2 separate regions of the Mus musculus genome follow, and region 2 is linked to region 1. The links are chromatin contacts, called in public HiCAR-type maps. All regions are on one chromosome and are shown on one strand. Each heading gives the region's core, a stretch centred on a gene start, on an enhancer-like site or on the middle of the called end of the contact. The rest is flanking DNA. Distances are from core to core; before and after follow the strand shown. Region 1 has its middle 73 kb from the start of Gm36703. Region 2 has its middle 34 kb from the start of Gm29927.

Region 1 (4,728 bases), core at 391-2,890:
TATTACACTTTTAACGCTCTCTGTTAACAAGCTTTTGTTCTTTATTGCCTACAAATCAAATTAGTTGAGGATACAGTTCATTTTGAAATCATTTCCAACACGTTTTGGTATTCTAAAACTTTCTTTGTTCCAAAGTTTTGCAAAATCAAAAGGAAAAGTCACAACCCCCCCCCATAACCAGTGGAAGAAAAATGCATTAGGCCAACAACAAATTAAATGTACTAAACACCTATGCTATAAGAGAATTGCAAGTAGACCCATGACTCTCTGTATCTGCCAACCTCCAGTGAACTCCAACCCTCTTTGCACAAAGACAGTCTTTCATATTCATGCATCTAGGGAGAATCTTGGCTTCAGAAAGATTGCATTTGCCTTGGTGAAAGGTGAGACGCCAAGTCTCTTTCCTTGATTCCCCCACAGGCACAAGTCTAGCCATGCATTACCCCAGCTCTCTGCAGAAGCAGAGCTGTTATACGGTGGGACTGTGCATCCAGATGATTTTGAAGAGACATAAAAGTAATTGGAAAGGAAACTTGCTGCCAGAGAGGGAGTCTGGGAGAAACTATTAAGCATCTGCTTTGCCTGTTTTGTTGGTCAGTGGTATCAAGATTGGGAATAACCCAAAGACAATCTATGGAGACCACTTCACATCATCTTGCTCAATGTGGCTCACTTCCTTAAACTAATATTCACTGTGTGAAGGACCAATAGAGAGTGGACAATAGTATAGGTGAGGAGAATCCATCCAAATATCTTTTCCAGAAACTTTGGTAACCTCCAGCCAGCACAGGAGACATTTAGAAAACAAAGATTAAAAAATAGTATTTAAAATGTAGTCTACTGTGTCTGTAGGTAACCTCTATCTCACATGTGCAAGAAATATGCCGTTATGCTTTGATCAACTAGGGCTTTCTTTTTCTTCAGGATCCCAATCGTACGGGCTCTCTCTCTCTTTCTCTGATTTCTTCCTTTCGGCTCTCTGGCTGCACCATCACTGCTGACATCAAAAGGTTTTGCTACCCTTTCAAGAGAAGAAAGTTCTTTTGAAAGATTCGCTACTTCTAAGGCTGCTGTAATCAAAAAGCACCATTTGAAAATAAAATAATATTTTTAAAAATAAATCTGGTTGCATTTATCTGTTCGATACAAGACTGATAATATGAAATTTTAAGATGACCCCCATAAAAAGAATGAGGGAAAATCAGGCAGAGAAGAAACTATTCCTGCATTCCCCAAAGGGGAGTGTTTTTAGGACATGGGTAGGGCAAGTGTCAGCACAGAGCATTTTGTAATCATCACAAATGTGACTTGAGCACTCAAGCTTGGGAGGGCTGTGTGCAAATGGAAAGGGTGGGGATAACATTTGGAAAAAGAGATGGTATTAGCTAGGGTCATGTGCTTGGACCAAGTAGTAATTTTCTTATGAGTAATTTTTTTTCTGAAGATAAAAATCCAATTCCTAGCTAGAAGAAAAGGGGCTCATATTATTACAAAACAATTCACGAGCAAGCAACGGTTGACAAGGGACATTATTTATAAAGACTTATAAATTACAAATTTATCTTATAAAGTTGGACCAATCTGGAGTAAACAATGAACCCACTCCAGCTGTTTTAAGGAGAAAAAAGTATTAAATGTTTACAGAATAAGTGGTCGGGATGTAGGCCAATAGAGCAGCAAGGAACTTGAGCCACACAGCAGCATCCGCTCCTTTCCTTCAGGCATGGCCTCCAGACCCTGGGAAAGGAAGGTACTTCTTTCCCTACCTCAGACTCTGGTTCCATTGTTCCCTGGCTGAGATCCGCCCCAGAGCAGTGGGGATGATAGCTCTTGATGCCTGTGGAAGAGCCAGGGATGGTCACCAAAACCCCTGAACTCTCTTACAAGGCAATCATAACTGTATTTCAAACCAGCGTCATCCTTATATCATGCATGTCTTTCAAGTCATCCTGACTTCTCTGCTTGGAGTAAGACAGATCACATAAACACAAGTTAGCTGGGGACCACAATAGTTGGTTCTTGTTCTCTAGCATCACATATGGGAGAGGTTCTCAACTTTGCTCCATATTAGAATTGCTTTTAGAATTCAACTGCCAAGCCCATAATGAACACAGATATTCCTTGGTTCCTAATGAGCTCATAAGCCCGCTGTAAGTTGAAAGTATACTGATTCAAAATGTGTTCAGTCAATATTTTTGCCTAGACTTCATAGTTTAGCAATACAGGGCAATGCAGAGTACAAGATGCTCTCCCTCATGATTATGGGACTCCATGCTGAGAAAGTACACCATCACACATCACTAGCTCAGAGAAAGATATGAATTCAAAAATCGAAATATAATGTCAACTTTCTACCAACATAGAATTTTTTTAAACCCTAAATCAAATCATTGGAAATTGTGGATACATTATAAATGGAAATCTCTGGCAATTCAGAATATTTTGTTCTTGTTTTTGCTTTGAAAACCAGCCATTGCAGGTAAATACAACATATAGCCACTGCTGAACAAGAGATGGCTAAGACATGGCTACTCGAGGTTATTGTAAACATGAAAAAAAATTCAGCCTTTTGTAGCCCAGAATCTGACTCAGTTGTTTTGACTTTGACCCCAGGATTGTGTATTTCCAATAATTTCTGTAGTGATTCGGCTGTTGGTTGCTGACAATACTGGCTAATCCACTTGGGCAGCCGGAGTTCTTAAAGTTGAATGTGTGCCAGATCACTTGAGGGCTTGCTAAAATTTCTGATTCTGTGAGTATGTGGAGGAGCCTGAGAATTTTAATCCCTCAGAAGTTCTTAGATGGTCCTCAAGCCACTGTTCTGGAACCTGTAGCCTCACTGATGGAGAGCCTGCTACAAGGGTTGGAAAGGAGCTGAGCCTGCCAATTGCTGTTTCTACAACAGGTGGCTACCATGTGGTATTGTTAATGAATTCAAAGAAACCTGGATCCAACAAAGTGAGAGGGATGCAGAGAAGAAACTGAAGTACAATCATTTACATCAAACTTTATTAACCTTTGTCTTTCTTCCACCCATAAATTACTGATGAGCTAGCTGAAGGGACCCTGGGAGCATATAGCTGGATGGAAGAAGCAAAGAAAGGGAAAAAACAACATTAGTCACCCATGTTCCAACAAATAGGATGGTTTCAAAAATTAGGGCACCATCAGAATGATAGATGAATGGCAGAATTAAACAATCTGTCACATGTTTTCCAGGGAAAGGGATTTTGAGTGACCTCCAGCTTACTGATAATTAATTCAGCATCATCAGATGCTGGGTGCTGTGCCTTTACTTCTGTTCATTCTGGAGGAACAATTCCTGAATCTTTCATTAGCACCAAGGATTAAAAATGAGTTTACCATGAATAGGAAAGAAACAATGGGTATTATGCAATAATAGTCTTTAAACGATATGTTTCATTATAAATTACCATGTCAGAGTTTTACACAAAATTTGATTTATGGATGATTTTATGCATTTTATCTTATTTTCCCAACATCTTCATGTTATATAGCCAACATATTCAACATATCTTGGTGCCCCAAGATGAAGGTCCATACACTTATTATGGCTCTTGCATAAGCAAAATAAACTGGGATAACCTGTCATGAGCTGAGAATCCATGACTCATATTTATGATGAACTGAGACCCATACCCACCCACTGCCACCAAGAGAATATAACTGTGCTATGTGGAAAAAAGAGAAACTAATAATTTCTGATTCTAATTGGATTTTCAATTCAAAATGATTGAAATGTTTCTCCCTCAATACCTAGTACTTTCTCTGTCATTAGCATACTGTCCATGAAAATGACTGGTATACTCTTTTCTCACAATATTCCTGAATGAGAGAGTTCTTCCTGTTTTGTTTATTGATTTGTTTTGTTGTTGGGAAGGGGTTGTTCTTTTGTTGTTGTTTTTTTCCTAGTAACCAATATTCTGATTCTCTGGACACCAATGAGTTGGTTGTTCAATATTTCGATTCTTATACCAACTATTTGAGGTCAGTATAAAATCCACAGGCTAAGAATTCAATCTCATAATTCGTCCCCTGTCTTAGAGTTCCAACTGAGAAATCCCTGTATCCCAACATTCCTGATGTAATGATTAAATATCAATAGTATCAATGACCACCTCTTCAAATTCAACAATTGGAAAAACAAGTGCATAGGCGCCATGTATTTTATGCTTTCTAGTTCATTATGGAGAATGTAGCATAGTGCCAGTCAAATGAAGGAGATCATAGGACATAGTAAGAGGGGATATCTGCATTTTCAAGTCTTCTTCACTTCCACAATCTTCTAGCATATCAATTTTTACCAATCCAAGAGCTCTCAAATCACATCATTCAATGTTATTTATTGATTTCATGGCAAATGTGGGTCATATCATTGGCATGAATGATTACATCATTCACTATTGAATGATTAACTTACTCATGCCTCTTTCTAGTTACTCTGTATGGTGACTAGCCCCTATCCTCCAAGTAGAACTCTACTATGAATACAACAACAACAACAACAACAAAAATCTATCACCCTGAACTAAGGAAACTTCAAGAATATTAGTATATATGAACAAAAGCAAATATTCTTATCTGACTCCACAGACATGGTCTATATATATTTTAAATCTTACAGCATAGTTTTAGAGGCAGGATATGTACAAAAAAGTAATTAGCAATATAATGAATAACTTTGAGTGGTAAAAATCTAATCTGAAA
Region 2 (4,736 bases), core at 717-3,216, 350 kb after region 1:
CCTAAAACTACAGTTAAAGATGGTATTGACCCACCATGCAGGTGCCGGGAATTGAACCCAGGTCCTCAGCAAGAGCAGCAAGAGGTCTGAACCACTGAGCCATCTCTCCAGCCCCTCATGGTTCACTTGTATTTCCTCCCAGGTCAGATCCAACTTCACCAGCCCAGGATTATTTTCAGTCATCACCCACGCAATTTGGATTCTTCTCTTTAAGAGGTTGTGAGGATAACTGAGCTCACCAAGCAACCAGTGGTTAAATTATCCTGCAGCAGAAAAGATTGCCTCACCCTGTGCTCATTCTTCCTTCTACATCTTTGGAGGACGTAGCCTCTTCTGTTCTCTAGAAAATCGCTGCCATGGTGGTAGAACTGCCATGGAGCCTTGAGTTAGCTCTCTGGGAAGACGTTGGGGAAGAAGGAAACTCCAAACCTAACTTCAGCCCATCACCTTGCTATTCCAAAGCTTTAAAGATAAAACTGGTGTTGTTTTTTGCTTTTTGGCTTTGTTTGTAGTTTGTTTGTTTGTTTTAAATAATAGGTCTATGAATTAATACTCTGGGGAACAAAGTGCCCAGGACTACTTAGGCAGAGAATAATTGTTACCTATTTAAAGTGCCCCACAGATCCAGAGGGCAAAACAAAAAGTGATCTTTCAGGCCACATTGTCCCTGTCATTGGGCTAATGCCATGTTTAAGACAGCTGGCTTTATAAACTCAGATAGGCCTCTCTGGCTGAGATCTAGTCCCACATAGGTGGAACGGTCTCCCTTAGACCTATTTCCTTCTCAAACTGTAAGCCTGAAGGCCCATTTGCTCTCTGTCCCTTTTCACATGTTACCAGCCTTTCTTCTCCTAGGGTTTATGCCCCGCCCCCAATGTAGGAGGACAGTTTAGGGTCTGTAATGATCAAAGGCAAAGTTAAGGTTGAGCATCTATTTTTTTAGCCATCAGATGACTCCCTAGGGAGAGTGAAGGCCCCAGGAAACATCTGCTGTTTCACAGAAAGGATGCCTGGCTCTTTCCTCACTCCTTGGAATTCTGAAAAGGTCTTCATCTGATCTCTCAGTTCAGTGGCTACCATGCCATGAGGGGTGTGTTTGGTAGGGGGTGAGGGTGGGGAACACTCATTCTGCACACAAGGACTTTCAGTTTTCTAGAAGCCAAACTTGTTTGCCTTTGAAGAAGGGATGTCTCTCCCATCTTTCTACCGAAGACTTGGGAGTTTATTTATTTATTTATTTATTTATTTATAGGGCTCTGTGTTAGCCTCTTCATGGGTAACCCTCCCTTCACAGTTTGAGGACTGTCACCAGCCCAGGAGAGGAAGATCAGCTCTTCCTCCCCTGGGGAGTTCAAACTTTTCCTTGATGTTTCTGGTGATATATCAGTCAATTGTCCCAAGAGCCAACCAAAGACGGGCTAGGGGAGAGACCGACACACCAGCCTCTGTGAACAGAGAAGATCTGGAGGGTCATTCTTGAATGGGTTGCTGTAAGGGAGGAGATGAAATATGGGGCAATGTCTCAGAAGGCCAAGAGGCAGAGCTAGGGAAAGGCGGCAGATGTTGTCGAGGCTCCTCTTTCAAGTTCCTGTGCACTCGGAATCTGCAGATGTATGTTGGCAGGGCTACAGTCAGAGTGAATTGGGAGGCAGGGGTTCACACATCTGGAAAGCATTTGCAGAGGGCAGAGTTCAGAAGTGCTCTGCCTCTGCTGCCTGCAGAGCAGCCTGTCCAAGCAGACTGACTCGGAGTGGAGGACTGGCTGGAGACACTGGGGTCTCGGTCTAAGTGGAAGATCTACCTAAGCCAGTAGGTTCTCCTCACTATCATATCAACCCCATAGGAAAGCTGAAATGATCATAAGATGAGAGTGAGTCTGGGGAAAGACTGGAGTAGAGAAGAGAATGCTCCCTAACTGTGAGAAGTCTGGCTTCCAGTCAAGAAACAAAATGTACTTGGACTGAATCCAGTGCATGAGTTAACTTGAGAGCAAAGAACACCATTCAGGGGAGGGGAAGAAAGGCCACTCCACTGCATAGGAACACCCAGCGGTTGTGCTCACGCCACACTGGCTTTTCCCAGAAGTCTCTGTACATTTCGCCTTCATTTGTTTCAAGAATGCAAAAGACACTCTTTAGCTGGGGAAAATTAATTACTCTCTTTGAAGGATTTATGGGGTTCTGCGGAGCAGAAAGAGAGAGAGAAAGACCCCCAAAGCCTGGGTTATCACCCCATTGCCCCTCAGCCTCTTGCTGTCCAACATGAGATGTGGGTCTGCTTCCCAGAAAGGCCACCTCGGCCTGGGGGCTTAGCTCCCCTCAGGGGAAAAGTTTCAGGGTGAAGTCATGTCCCAGTGCAAAGGTCCTGCCATCCCCATCAGTACAAATGATCCAGTGCACAGCTGTTCATGGTGCTTAGCTGGGGGCCTCGTGTCCCTGTGTTTAGTGATGTGACCCCCTCAAGGTGTGATAATGACTTAAAGATGCTGGGGCTTAAGCACATTGGTCGCTGTGATCCTGATCCTTGGAAGAATCAGAATCCATCTGGAGAGAGAGCATGGCAAATATAAAGAGAATGAGTTATAAAACACAGCACAAAACACGATGTATACCATGTCAGGAAATAAAACAAGTCTAGGCAAATGTCCTCAGACTCCCCCAAGCCTGCTGACCTTCTAGATTGATGAGTGTCTCACATCCCATAGTTGCCCAAACCAGTAACCTATGGCGTATCTCCCCCTTCACCACCAGCTCATCCTCTATGGCCACTGGATACTACTGTTACGATATCCTTAGCATCTCTTCATGGGGCTGTCCTCACTTCAACCCATTACCCTCAGTGTGCCTACCTAGAATCAATGCAGCTGAGAACCCAATTCCCAGTTGGCCACTCTGCTCTCAACCTTATCCCACTAAATTGGTTTTCTGGTGTGTCTTTCTGAATTTAAATATGAACATGTCACACTATTCTAAAAAAAAACACACCACACGATCCTCTGACTTTGAGGACAAACATCAGCTCCTTGGTATGACAGACAAAATCCTTGTGATCTGGTTCTTATCACTTTCCTCACTTTGACTTGGGCTGCTCTGGTAAGTGTTCAAAAACAAGATGCTCAGGCAGACCACCACTGTGTCCTGGAAAACCTGGCCAGCCCTCCCACCTCCCAGCAAGAGTTAACTTTACATTTCCTGATTATTCCACATTCCTTGTTCATCTGGTCCTTTGCACATCTTTATCTCTCTAACACAAATGACCCTGTTCCTATTTCCTCCAAACCTAGACATCCTTCAAGCCCAAGCTGGTCCAGAGACAACTGGGAGAAATGCCCGGTGTTTCAAGGGGATTAAGGTTCAAGAGAAGAAGCAATCAAAAAAAGGTGTGTCTTCCATTGCAAACACTAGCAAGCGTTTGCTGAAAGGACCCTGATATAGACGTCTCTTGTGAGACTAGGCCAGGGCCTAGCAAACACATAAGTGGATGCTCACAGTCAGCTATTGGATGGAGCACAGGGCCCCCAATGGAGGAGCTAGAGAAAGTATACAAGGAGCTAAAGAGATCTGCAACCCTGTAGGTGCAACAACATTATGAACTAACCAGTACCCTGGAGCTCTTGACTCTAGCTGCATATGTATCAAAAGATGGCCTAGTCGGCCATCACTGGAAAGAGAGGCCCATTGGACACGCAAACTTTATATGCCCCAGTACAGGGGAACACCAGGGCCAAAAAGTGGGAATGGGTGGGTAGGGGAGTGGGGGGGGGAGGGTATGGGTGACTTTTGGGATAGCATTGGAAATGTAATTGAGGAAAATACGTAATAAAAAATATTTTTAAAAATAAATAAATAAATAAATAGGTGTGTCTTATTTAGACAAGCTGAATTCTATATGAATGTGTGGTCACCAAAGAGAGAGAGAGAGAGATGTCTAAACAGGAGATGGGGTGCCAGAGTCTGGACCGGACTGAATTCACCTATGAATCTGACGTCATGGCCTTCAGGGCATTCTGTAAATCACATGTTCTACATAAACACAAAGAAAGAGAGGGACTGTTCTCCCTAGTAAGCCCCCAGGGTGTGAGATACTGTTACATTCATCAAGAGCTTCCCCATTCCTGAATTCCATCCTGCACTGTGGACACCTCTTATCCTTCCTTTCTAAAGGAATGCTTAATGTAGTTACAATAAAACATCACTAATGTGACACCATCTGCTTCTCAGTAAGTTGCCTCAATGCGTCATAAAGCTTGACTTTGATGTGATTTGAAGGCATGCCTGATTGAAGCAGACTGCCTAGCTGCATGAAGCTGGTGGAAGCAGTCTACGGACACAATATATTACGAAGATGCCTTGAAGTGTGCAAAATCATATGCAACGGTATGAATATTAAATGTGAAAGAAAGCTTACAATGCCTTGTAACCCAGCATCATGCTACAATAGAGATGCAATATGTCCATATGGACCTGAGAGCTCCCACACTAAGATAATGGCAGAGGACACCACGGGCGTCTCTAGTGGCCCAGAAGAATTCGTTTCCCGCCATTAGTGTGGACCTATGTGTGTCTGAGTGAGGTAGTGCTCAAGAGATCTCAGAGCTTTCACTCAACCCTACTGATAGACTGGACAAAGGCACCCTCTGGACTTAGCTTTTCTGATCCCTGTGGGACAACAAGCTGGCTTCCAGTGCTTAGGAAGAGCTGCATTTAAATTCAGATGCCAGAGCTCAGCTGTGTCTA

What was found. HiCAR-type assays count read pairs that join an accessible place to other places.
Region 2: a HiCAR-type map of fibro-adipogenic progenitors shows a contact between it and region 1, with 3 times the contacts expected there. The contact joins two enhancer-like sites. A contact is called at or near these places in 1 of 15 datasets of contacts at CTCF or cohesin (the NIH/3T3 cell line), 1 of 484 Hi-C or Micro-C datasets (uterus) and 1 of 115 datasets of contacts at active chromatin or transcription factors (fibro-adipogenic progenitors).

What each region holds. Positions count from the first base shown.
Region 1 is chr13:102,274,186-102,278,913 of GRCm38.p6, forward strand. No RefSeq gene overlaps it. Among named protein-coding and RNA genes, the nearest start is that of Gm36703, 73 kb to the right of the region's middle. Within about 2 kb of position 1,641, at least 10 of the 459 cell types and tissues checked have an H3K27ac peak or open chromatin away from gene starts, as enhancers often do. A contact at or near this core is called in fibro-adipogenic progenitors, where this site is marked.
Region 2 is chr13:102,623,750-102,628,485 of GRCm38.p6, forward strand. No RefSeq gene overlaps it. Among named protein-coding and RNA genes, the nearest start is that of Gm29927, 34 kb to the left of the region's middle. Within about 2 kb of position 1,967, at least 134 of the 459 cell types and tissues checked have an H3K27ac peak or open chromatin away from gene starts, as enhancers often do. A contact at or near this core is called in fibro-adipogenic progenitors, where this site is marked.